3 separate regions of the Mus musculus genome follow, and regions 1 and 3 are each linked to region 2. The links are chromatin contacts, called in public HiChIP or PLAC-seq and promoter capture Hi-C maps. All regions are on one chromosome and are shown on one strand. The core of a region is the stretch at or near the end of the contact, and the rest is flanking DNA. Distances in the headings are between cores, read along the strand shown.

Evidence for each region. Promoter capture Hi-C pulls out the DNA fragments that hold promoters and counts their contacts. HiChIP or PLAC-seq counts read pairs in DNA pulled down with a chosen protein or histone mark.
Region 1: an HNF4G HiChIP or PLAC-seq map of pancreatic cancer cells shows a contact between it and region 2. The contact joins the enhancer-like site here to the promoter of Polr2a in region 2. A contact is called at or near these places in 13 of 39 promoter capture datasets (the 3T3-L1 cell line, 3T3-L1-derived adipocytes, the SN4741 cell line and 8 more) and 2 of 115 datasets of contacts at active chromatin or transcription factors (bone marrow-derived macrophages and pancreatic cancer cells).
Region 3: a contact with region 2 is called in a promoter capture Hi-C map of pre-B cells. The contact joins the promoter of Slc16a13 here to the promoter of Polr2a in region 2. A contact is called at or near these places in 13 of 39 promoter capture datasets (the 3T3-L1 cell line, 3T3-L1-derived adipocytes, the SN4741 cell line and 8 more), 2 of 484 Hi-C or Micro-C datasets (LSK cells and cortical neurons) and 5 of 115 datasets of contacts at active chromatin or transcription factors (embryonic limb bud, extraembryonic endoderm stem cells, large pre-B cells and 2 more).

The regions. Positions count from the first base shown.
Region 1 is chr11:70,197,206-70,200,356 of GRCm38.p6, reverse strand. No RefSeq gene overlaps it. Among named protein-coding and RNA genes, the nearest start is that of Slc16a11, 15 kb to the left of the region's middle. Within about 2 kb of position 1,861, at least 54 of the 459 cell types and tissues checked have an H3K27ac peak or open chromatin away from gene starts, as enhancers often do. A contact at or near this core is called in the SN4741 cell line, bone marrow-derived macrophages and pancreatic cancer cells, where this site is marked.
Region 2 is chr11:69,756,778-69,760,124 of GRCm38.p6, reverse strand. It overlaps Polr2a (polymerase (RNA) II (DNA directed) polypeptide A), which reads left to right and starts at 1,492. Exons shown (of 29, transcript NM_001291068.1): 1 at 1,492-1,994. The coding sequence starts at 1,902. Slc35g3 (solute carrier family 35, member G3) reads left to right here. Exons shown (of 2, transcript NM_019871.2): 2 at 1-241.
Region 3 is chr11:70,219,485-70,222,661 of GRCm38.p6, reverse strand. It overlaps Slc16a13 (solute carrier family 16 (monocarboxylic acid transporters), member 13), which reads left to right and starts at 1,668. Exons shown (of 4, transcript NM_172371.3): 1 at 1,668-2,183; 2 at 2,324-2,467. The coding sequence starts at 1,985.

The DNA of each region.
Region 1 (3,151 bases), core at 612-3,111, 440 kb before region 2:
CCCTGAGGCTGTGGGAATGTACACTAGACACCCTGTGGGAGCTACCAAACCTGAGTGTCCAGGAGGTCAGCAATGAGTGAAATAAGGACACTCCAGGCAAAAGCATACCTTGTGCAACACTCCTACCAAGGTGTTCTTCTGGACCAAGGCATCTGAGGGCCTGCTTTCAAGATCAAGGCAGATGCCTGGGTGAAGTCCGGTGAGGACTGGTGAAGTCTGGACAAGTTGCCGGTCTGAAGGTTTCATGACCTGGCGGCCGGCTGGCCGGCATATACCCTCTTCTTTTAGATCTTTTCCCTTTCAGTGCATTTGCTCTGAGCTGAGTTCCTCTTATCTGCCACAAATCTCCTTTACAAACCTTGTCCAACCCAAAATTATTTCCTCTGAAAGCTTTCTCCTGCCCCTGTTTTGCAAAAACAAACAAACAACAAACAAACAAAAACCCTGGCAGCCTCCCTCGCTGAGGATTGCTGTTCTCTAGTGCATTCAAATAGGTTTCCCGAGTTTTCTGTAACCGAATTTCAAACTCTCAAAGGAGTTCCCCTTTCCTTGATCCGTGACGGGGAGCCATTTGCGAGGAGACTGCCCTTCATTCACCACACGTTTGGGAGGCAGTGTTATGCCCTCAGCTGCGGCCCCTGGAGACCCTGATTTCTAGGGAATGAGTTTCCACCTCACTGCATCCGGGATTTGGGAGATAAAAAGCTGGTGCCTGAGGCTTTAGAGCAGAAGTTTTAGGACTGGGGCCAGTGGGTGCTCGAAGCACTGAGCTAAGGCTCCACACTGAACTCCACAATATATAAGGCCTGCCTGGCTCTCTCCTCTCCTCTTCTCTCTCTCTTTCTCCTCCCTTCCTCCTTCCTTTTCTTCCTCTCGTCTTCTATCCCTTCTTCTTATTGAAAGGAAGCTTCCCTGTGTTGCCCAAGCTGACCTTGACTTCTGGGCTGAAAAGATCCTCTCACCTCAATGTCCTGGGAAGCTGGAACCTACACATATGTACTACCTATCCTGGCTTCTTGGTGGCTCTTAAGAGGCTCGTGGTCTTTGAGTTTATTTCCTTGTTGTCCTTGGGTAAACAAGCTTAACCTAACCCTTCCCGAGTGTTTATGCAAATGCTTGAGAGGTGAGCACCTTTACGGACTCGAAAATACGGGAAGCAAGATTCTAAAATAACGAATGCTTAGATAGGCGTCTACAAAACATGACATTAGCCAGTCAACCCCTTTGTTAGAGTCTGTATTCCTGAAACAACTCAAAGGTTGATTTTCTTTTCTCACAGCCAAAGACTCCATCCCATGTCCATTTCATTATGATCCATAATAATTGATAAGAAGTCAATCAACAGTGAACTCGTTGAGGTTCAGGAGTTGCAGTCAAACCATACAAACACCGATCTCAGCTAATTGAGAATAGTTTAGCGAATGCATACCTTAATTCCGAATGTTCAGGGCCTTGAAAAGGACTCAGAGGCCTAATTGCGGTACTAGTCTGCTCTCAGGGTAGGCATTTTATAGGAAAAACCAGGTACTAGGTTCCAAAATTTAAAGGGCAATGAGTGGGAGCAGTTGGCTTCCTAGGCAAAGTATCATCAGCTAACCTTTAAGCGGATGGGGTGGTGGATGGGTGGTGGACAGGGGAGTTTCAGAACATTGAGATAACAGAGCATGAGCATTATAGTCATAACGTTTTGGTTTATTAGTCGCATTCTTCAGTGTCAGCCACAAAAACCACACTGAGCTCAAACACAGGAAGGGCTGCCCAGTGGTCAGCTCTGACTCAGGCTATTTTAGACCTAACAACTCATCGTGACCTTTGACTTAATGGGTCCCATGTAAAACTCTGTGGTATTTCTTAAGATTAGCAACCCTCATTCAGAACATACAGAACAAAACAGGGTGTGTGGTCAGGGTGTCTGAGCCAAGCCACTGCTCTGTGTCAATGACTGGCAGGCATGTTACAGCAACAATATGAAATAGCTGGCAGGCACAGAACAAAATGGCTACAGCTATGTTGGGTGGGTGTCAGAGCATAATAGACTCAGTGAGTTTTTTGTAGATGAATACATTTTTAAAATACATGTCCTTTAAAAAAAAATAACAGTCACTGAGCCTGGAAGTTTAGGCCAATTAGCCTAATTCCTTTAGAGCCCAAGGCATGGAAATTGAATATTTAAGACTTGCCTGTTCTATAGAGATAAAGGCTAGCCTGGGCAAGTTAGTAAGACTTTGTCCGGAAGTAAAAGGTAAAAAGAGCCAGGCGTGATGGTGCAAGCCTTTAATCTCAGCACGCTGGAGATTGTAATTGAATAACAGTCTGGTCTGCATACAGAACTCCAGGCCAGCCAGGGCTAGAGAGAGAGAGAGAGAGAGAGAGAGAGAGAGCGCAAACACACAAAACCCCAAAACAAACAGAAGTAAAAAGTCCAGAGAGAAGGGCTGGAGATATAGCTCAGCGGTTAAGAGCATTGATGTACTTCCAGAGGTCCTGAGTTCCCATCCCAGCAACCACATGGTGGCTCACAACCATCTGTAATGGGATCTGATGCCCTCTTCTGGTGTGCCTGAAGACTGTGACAGTGTACTCATGTAAATAAATAAATATTAAGAAAAAAAAAGTCCAGAGAATAGCTTGGCAGCAGAATATATGTTTAATATGTGTGAGGCTCTGGGTACCATAGAAAACTCATTAACAGTAAACATGTTATATTCAGCATGGAACATGAGTGCTCTAATGCACACAGATTCAAGAGGTTCTGTTGGATGGTAGCTAGAATATGAATCCAGAAAGGAGGCCAGCTGCCTTCTAGTTCTGCCTTAGCCAATTAGGGACCATAGTATTTGATACTATGTAACAGTTCCCTAATTCATGGGAAAGATGATGATAAGTCCTACGATCTGAATGTTTATATCCCTCCAGAGTCCATGCGTGAGATCTAATCCCCATCACAATCGTATCAGGAGGTGGGGATCTCCTGAGGCTACTAAGTGAATGAAGTTAAGGTCTTTGTAAAAGGTCTGAGAGCTTGTGACCCCCTTCTGCTAGACAGAACCATCTGTGAAGCAGAGAGTTGGGTCTTAGGAGACACTGACGCACGCTGTGGGCTTTCCAGCCTCCAGATCGATGACCAATACATTTCTATCATTTATAAATT
Region 2 (3,347 bases), core at 243-2,742:
GAGGGGGGGAGGGGGGACAGGGGTAAATAGGAGAGATGGGAATAAAAACCATGGGAGAACAAATGCCTGGCAAAGAACTGGTGTGGAGGACCAGTGAGATAGCTCAGCAGATAGAGGCTAATGCTACCAAGCCTGATCTATATGGTAGATGGAGAGAACCGACTCCTACAGATTATTCTCTCTATACATTCGCTGTGGCGTGCTTACACACAAAATAAAAAATATATATTAAAGCAAAAAACTGGTGTGGAGAGAGATGCCCTAGGATTCAAGGGTGACTTGGGACTAAGTGGAGAGGAGAGACCGGGAGCATGTACAGGAACCAGGGTATGGAATTGGGGCTGGGAACAGGGAATAAGGGCATCACTCAGCAGCGAGGTCTCAGATCCAGAGGACTAAGGAAGCCTGGTAGTGGGTCAAGGGGATTAATCCCACAGGCAGGAAAGAGAAGAGCGCTGGAGATGAAGAACGAAGAATGCAGCTTGTCAGGCGAACAGCCAGCACTGGGGGAGGGGCGTGTTTCCTTTCCTTTGGAAGGTATTTTGCTTTCCTCAGTGGTGGTGCTCCCTGTCCGAGCGGTGATGTAACGCTGACATCAAGCATGAATGAATCACTGTGGTTGGCTGAGCAGTTGGCTTTGCTTTGAAAAGGAGTGGAAACATGCTCTTTTGGGAGATTCCCTTGAAACACTCAGCCGCCACCTTATTTCTGAAGTCGTCTGAAAGGTGTAGGGTTTCCTTGACCCCGAATTCCCCAAGACATCCCTATTCTGCCCCACCGCTAATCTGCTTTTCTCAGATTGTCACGGTCGCGTGATCTGCGGCTCCTGGGTAGCAGCCATTCTACTTTCAGAATAGGCCTCCGGGCTCGGGAAAAGCTTGGGCTGAACATCGAGCGCCAGGGCTCCGTAAAGCTATTAGAGCACAGGCGGTGCCCCAACGTCCTGGGGCCTCTCCACTAATAACGGCTACTTCCAATTGATTGGACGCGCCATCTTGCCTGCCTTATGCATATTCAGCGGTGAACTGAATATTCATGAACGAGGCCCGTCCCGTCCCTCCCTCCTTCCCCCCACCCCCGGAACCCGCTCCGGAGGACCCGAAGGGCCCCGCCTTCATTACCGATGCGTAGGACAAACCATTTTCCCGATGTGTGTGGGGGGATACTAATGAGAGACTTTAGCTGAAAATGAGCCTGAACTCCGAAGCTGAGTAAAAATGGCCTAACTTTATCCTCCGTTCTGTAAGTCCTCGGTTTGAGTGCACGGGAAACCCGAAAGGAGGACGACAGGACCAGGAACATTCTCCTCCTCCTGTCGCGTCAGAAAGAACACCCAACCAGGGAGCCGGAGCCCTAGCGTCAACAACTCCGCCGCGCGCGCTCCGTGTAGGCCGGTGCGGGCGGCCCCGTAGCGCAAGGGAGGGCGGGAAAGGAAGGGGCGGGACACAAGGGCGAATCTATAAAGGGCGTCACTCAGCCAGTTCTCTCCTCAGAAGCGCCGAGAGCGCGACCGGGACGGTTGGAGAAGAAGGTGGCTCCCGGAAGGGGGAGAGACAAACTGCCGTAACCTCTGCCGTTCAGGATCCCGGTTACTTATTTATTCGTTACCCCTTTTCTTCTTCCTCCCTCCCAAAACCTCCTCCTCTCCTCCCTTCTTTTGTTTCCTTTTTGGGAGCCGACGAATCTCCGGAAAGGGAGAAAAGGCTTTCTTTCAGCCCTTTTCGTTCCTCTGCCTTCCCCCCCCCTTCCCCCCTCCCCCACCTTTCCCTCCTCCAGCCTTTCCCTCCCTATCCCGGGAGGTCTTTCCTGGTGGCCGCCCGGACGGGTTCTGAGCACTTAGGCGGCGGTGGCGCAGGCTTTTTGTAGCGAGGTTTGCGCCTGCGCAGCGCGCCTGCCTCGCCATGCACGGGGGTGGCCCCCCCTCCGGGGACAGCGCATGCCCGCTGCGCACCATCAAGAGAGTGCAGTTCGGAGTCCTGAGTCCGGATGAATTGGTAAGATAGTCCGCCCGTCTCTCTGCTATGCCTTTGGCTGATGATCCTCTGGGAAGATGGGTCAGTGATGCTGATGTTGTGCGGGGGTCCAGCCTTCAAAAGTTAAATTATGCCAGGACTTAAACAAGCGAAATGCTATGCCTGAGATGAGTGCTTGACTGGACAGAGAAGAAAGATGTTTCCATACTTGAGCATTGCTGCGGTTCAACGAGACAGGGTTGAAAGTTGTACAGGAAGTGGATCCCCAGTTTTAGTTCTTTCACCAATATTGAGCATCCTGCTATGTGACAGTAATCAGACACTAGGAACACAGCTGCACAATAAATATAACAGAAACTCTACCTTCTAAAACACTATGGGAAAAACAGAGAAGAGAGCTTAAGAACAAAAAGAAATGAGCAAAAATAAGTACCTAGATTAAAGCAAAATGAGGAAATGCTGTAAGAAGTCACTGAAATTGAATGGTGTCAGGGTTTGGAAGACATACTTGCCAGGGATGGTGACATTCCCAAGTAATATCAGTCATCAGAGCTATTTTTTTAGGTGGAGGAAACAAGTGTCATGGGACTGAGAGGGAAATAAACTTGTATTCTAGAGACTGAAAAGCCAGTGTTGGGGCAGGCAGGGTTAGTGGGTGCGGAGAGTGCACTGAAGAAGCACGGGATATTGTAAATTACGCTCTAGAGAGTCCAAATTTCTGTTTTCAGTAGGAAACCACTGGGTAATTATAAAGGTGACAGTAGTAACTTATACACACACGCATGTACAGAAGCTCCGTAAAGAGCTGATGTGAAGTGGGTGAGGATAGACAAGGGATAGCTTTTGGAGACTTGGACTTCTTCCTCCTGAGAGGAATAGAGAGTGGAATTAAACAGCTGATTCTAGACTGAGGCAGTCCTGTTGGGGTAAGGGCTCAACTATAGCAGAACTCAAAAGAAAAAACAGAAAAACCTACATCAGGGCTGGTAAGATGGCTCAGCAGGTAAGAGAACTGACTGCTCTTCCGAAAGTCATGAGTTCAAATCCCAGCAACCATATGGTGGCTCACAACCATCTGTAATGAGATCTGATGCCCTTTTCTGGAGTGTCTGAAGTCAGCTACAGTGTACTTACATATAATAAATAAATCTTAAAAAAAAAAAAACAAAGCCCTACATCAGGTTTCTGGACATCCAAGACCTCACAGACCGACACAAAATAAATTCCAGATAATTAAAGTAATAAAACATTAAGAAAGAACAGGATTTTAGGGGAGCTGATACCAGAGGACAAACCTTACATTAATAAATAAAGGTAAATTTTCTGATGATCCTACAGTAAGCTAAGCATTGTACTAAAAGAGTAAGGCAGACA
Region 3 (3,177 bases), core at 419-2,918, 460 kb before region 2:
GAAGTCACTCTCCACTCTCCAGGGAGTTTCAGGGATTGAACTCGAGGCATCAGCTCTGCTTCGCCTGCTCTGCCATCGCTCTAGCCCCTCTTTGGGCTTCTGAGGCAGTCTTGTATGTAGCTCAGGCTGGTTTCAAACTCGACTCTGCCTCCTAAGCACCAGAGTAACAGGAACATGCCAACACAGCCAAGTTCCTTAAGATCGGATCTCACTAAATTGCCCAGATTAGCCTTTACCTCAGTCTGAAGTCCCAGCATGCCTTAAGCTTGCTACCCTCTTAGCCCGGTCTCAATAGCTGGGGTTGCAGACAGGCCTTATGTGTAGTGTTTTGCCTACATGTATTTAAGTGACCCAGATGGGTACATGCCTGTGGAGGCCAGAAGAAGGTGTCAGATCCCCTGGAACAGTGCGGGAGCTGACAAGACCTGAACCTTGTTCCTCTGAAAGAACAACAGCAAGTGCTCTTAACTGCTGAGCCATCCCTCCAGCCCCTACAGTGTGATTTCTTAAAAGCATAACTTCTTATACCATCCCCCTCTCGTTTGCCTCTTTCCCCATTGTTCTGCATATGAATTCCCAGCCCAAGGTTTCAAAGGTCAGAGTCCTGGGGAGCCTGAGGTACCATAAAAGAAAAGCCCAAGTCTTTGCTCTCAGGAGGTGAGGGGGCAGTGCCTCTAGAGCTCTGGTTAGATAAGAGGCTGACTGCTCCAGAGACCAGGGTCATAGCTTGCCTCTCTCAAGGTGTTCAGCATAAGATAAAAAACAAAACAACTGGTTAGGAAGTGGCCAGTACTAGAAGGCTAAGAGAAAGCTTCCAGCACTGCTGAGGAAAAAGTAGGTGGTAATGGGGGACTCTGGTGGTGTGACAGCCGCCCTTCCTCTTCTCAGTTATTTTTGGTCTCAGTGACCTGCTAGTTTCCTGCTAGTGGGGTCGGAAACGGCAGGAAAATAATTCTCATTACAGAAACGAATGCCAGGACTCCGGGTCGTCACCGGTCCTCGTTCCCCGCCTCCCCGCTTTATAACAGCAATACTGGGAATTGAACCAGGACCAGTTCAATGGGTCCTGTAACCCCCCTTTTAATTATGTAAAAAACAAAAACACAAAGAAAAACAAAATTGAGACGGAGTCTAGCTAAATTGCCCACGTTGACCATGAGCTTGCCTCTGCCTCCCGAGCAGCTAGGATCACAGTCTGCGCGTTCCTGTCTTCCCTCTTCCTCCGCCGCCCTCGGCTCAGCCGTCTAGAATTTTCAGGGCTTTTCTAGTCGTCCCAGGTGCTCTGTCAGTTTGACTCTTACCTCATAACCTGTCCCTTCATACCCACGCTGCATGGCAATTTTTGGATCCCTCACTAAGCAAGTGAGTTTCTGCCTGGCCAGGACCAGTTTATCCACAACCAGCCCTTTGATGCAAGTCTGGAAATGTGATTGCAGAACCGCAGAACCCTCAGGGTTAGGTCCCTTGTCACGTGGGACCTATCTTCCTCATGCCCCTCCCTACGCATGCGCCCCTCTCTCACTGCAGGTCCTGAACAATGCTGTAAACCCCGCCCAGCCCCTCCAGATCCACCCCCTGCTCTGGAGACCTGCATCCTAATTGGCGAACCAAGTGTTGGATGTTGGCCCACTTAGGCAGGTGTTAAATCCTCAAAGATAACATAATCCACAACCAGACTACCTCTCGTTAGGGTTGTGGCCCGAACCTGGTTTTATTTTCTGACCACTAAAGAAATCATCTGGCTGGAGTCTGGATCTCAGCTGCGGTCTAACCCGGCCCTGTGTCGGTGGCAGGTCCCGGTTTATAGGGCCTCCTTCCTCTTGGGGAAAGGCGCAGGCGCCACATGCTTTATCAGTAACTTCCTAGCTACCAGCCCCAGCTTAGCGCTGAGCGTCCTGCAGGGTAGGTGGGAGGGCCAAAGTGAGCGATTTAAAGCCCAGATCAGGCAGGGGCTCTTAGGAGTTGCCCCTTTGTTCCTTTCGGAATGGTGCGCAGGGCTGAGCCCCCCGACGGGGGCTGGGGATGGATGGTGGTGCTCTCAGCGTTCTTCCAGTCGGCGCTCGTGTTTGGGGTACTCCGTTCCTTCGGTGTCTTCTTCGTGGAATTTGTGGCGGCGTTTGAGGAGCAGGCAGCCAGAGTCTCCTGGATCGCTTCCATAGGGATCGCGGTGCAGCAGTTTGGGAGTGAGTGCGGCGTCCGGGTGCGGTGGCCTGCCACCCTCGGAGAAAAGAGGGAATTTGGGGACCAGAAAGGGGAAAGGGTCGGGAGGATGCTGAGGGAGGGTGGCGGAGACCACCTCGCAGAACCCATTCCAATTCCCTAGGCCCAATAGGCAGTGCCCTGAGCACGAAGCTGGGGCCCAGGCCTGTGGTGATGACTGGGGGCATCTTGGCTGCGCTGGGGATGCTGCTTGCTTCATTTGCTACCTCCTTGACCCACCTATACCTGAGTATTGGGCTGCTGTCAGGTGAGACCCTGGGCAAGGGCAGAAGTCTAAGGCCTGTATCTCAAGCTTCTGGGTTTTTCACCTTCTTCCACCTCTTTCCAAAAAGGCTCAGGGAGAACCTATGCCCTGAAGGGAATTCTTAAACTGAATGACTAAGTCAGAGATAATCCAGAAAACACAAGCCCAAACCCATCGGACTGGAGGGTAGAAGGGAGGTTGTTATTAAGATTGCGCTAGGTAGAGACCGAAATAGATATCATTGCTTACTTAAAAAATTAATAGTGACGCTTTCGATGCTTACATACCCGGGCAATGGAAGATTAATGTAGCCAAAAACAGTAGAGATGGGGCTCTTATTCCAAAGTTCTGTGTTAGGTACTTTAGGAACACTATCTTTTGTCTTCCCAGATCCCATAGAGCAGCGGTTCTCAACACGTAGGTAGCGATCCCGTTGGGAGAGTTGCTCAATTCTTTCATGGGGGGGGGGGGTGGTCACATAGCAGATGCTCTGACTTCAGATATTTTCATTACGATTCGTAACAGTAGAAAAAATACAGTTAGGAAGTAGTAATGAAAATAATCTTCTGGTTTGGGGGAGGAGGGTCACCACAACATGTATTGAAGAGTCAAAACATTAGGAAGGTCAGGACCCACTGTTATAAGGTGTGTTAACCCCATTTTGCAGATGAGGTGGTTGAGCCTGGGAGAGTAAGCAGAACACACAAAGTCAC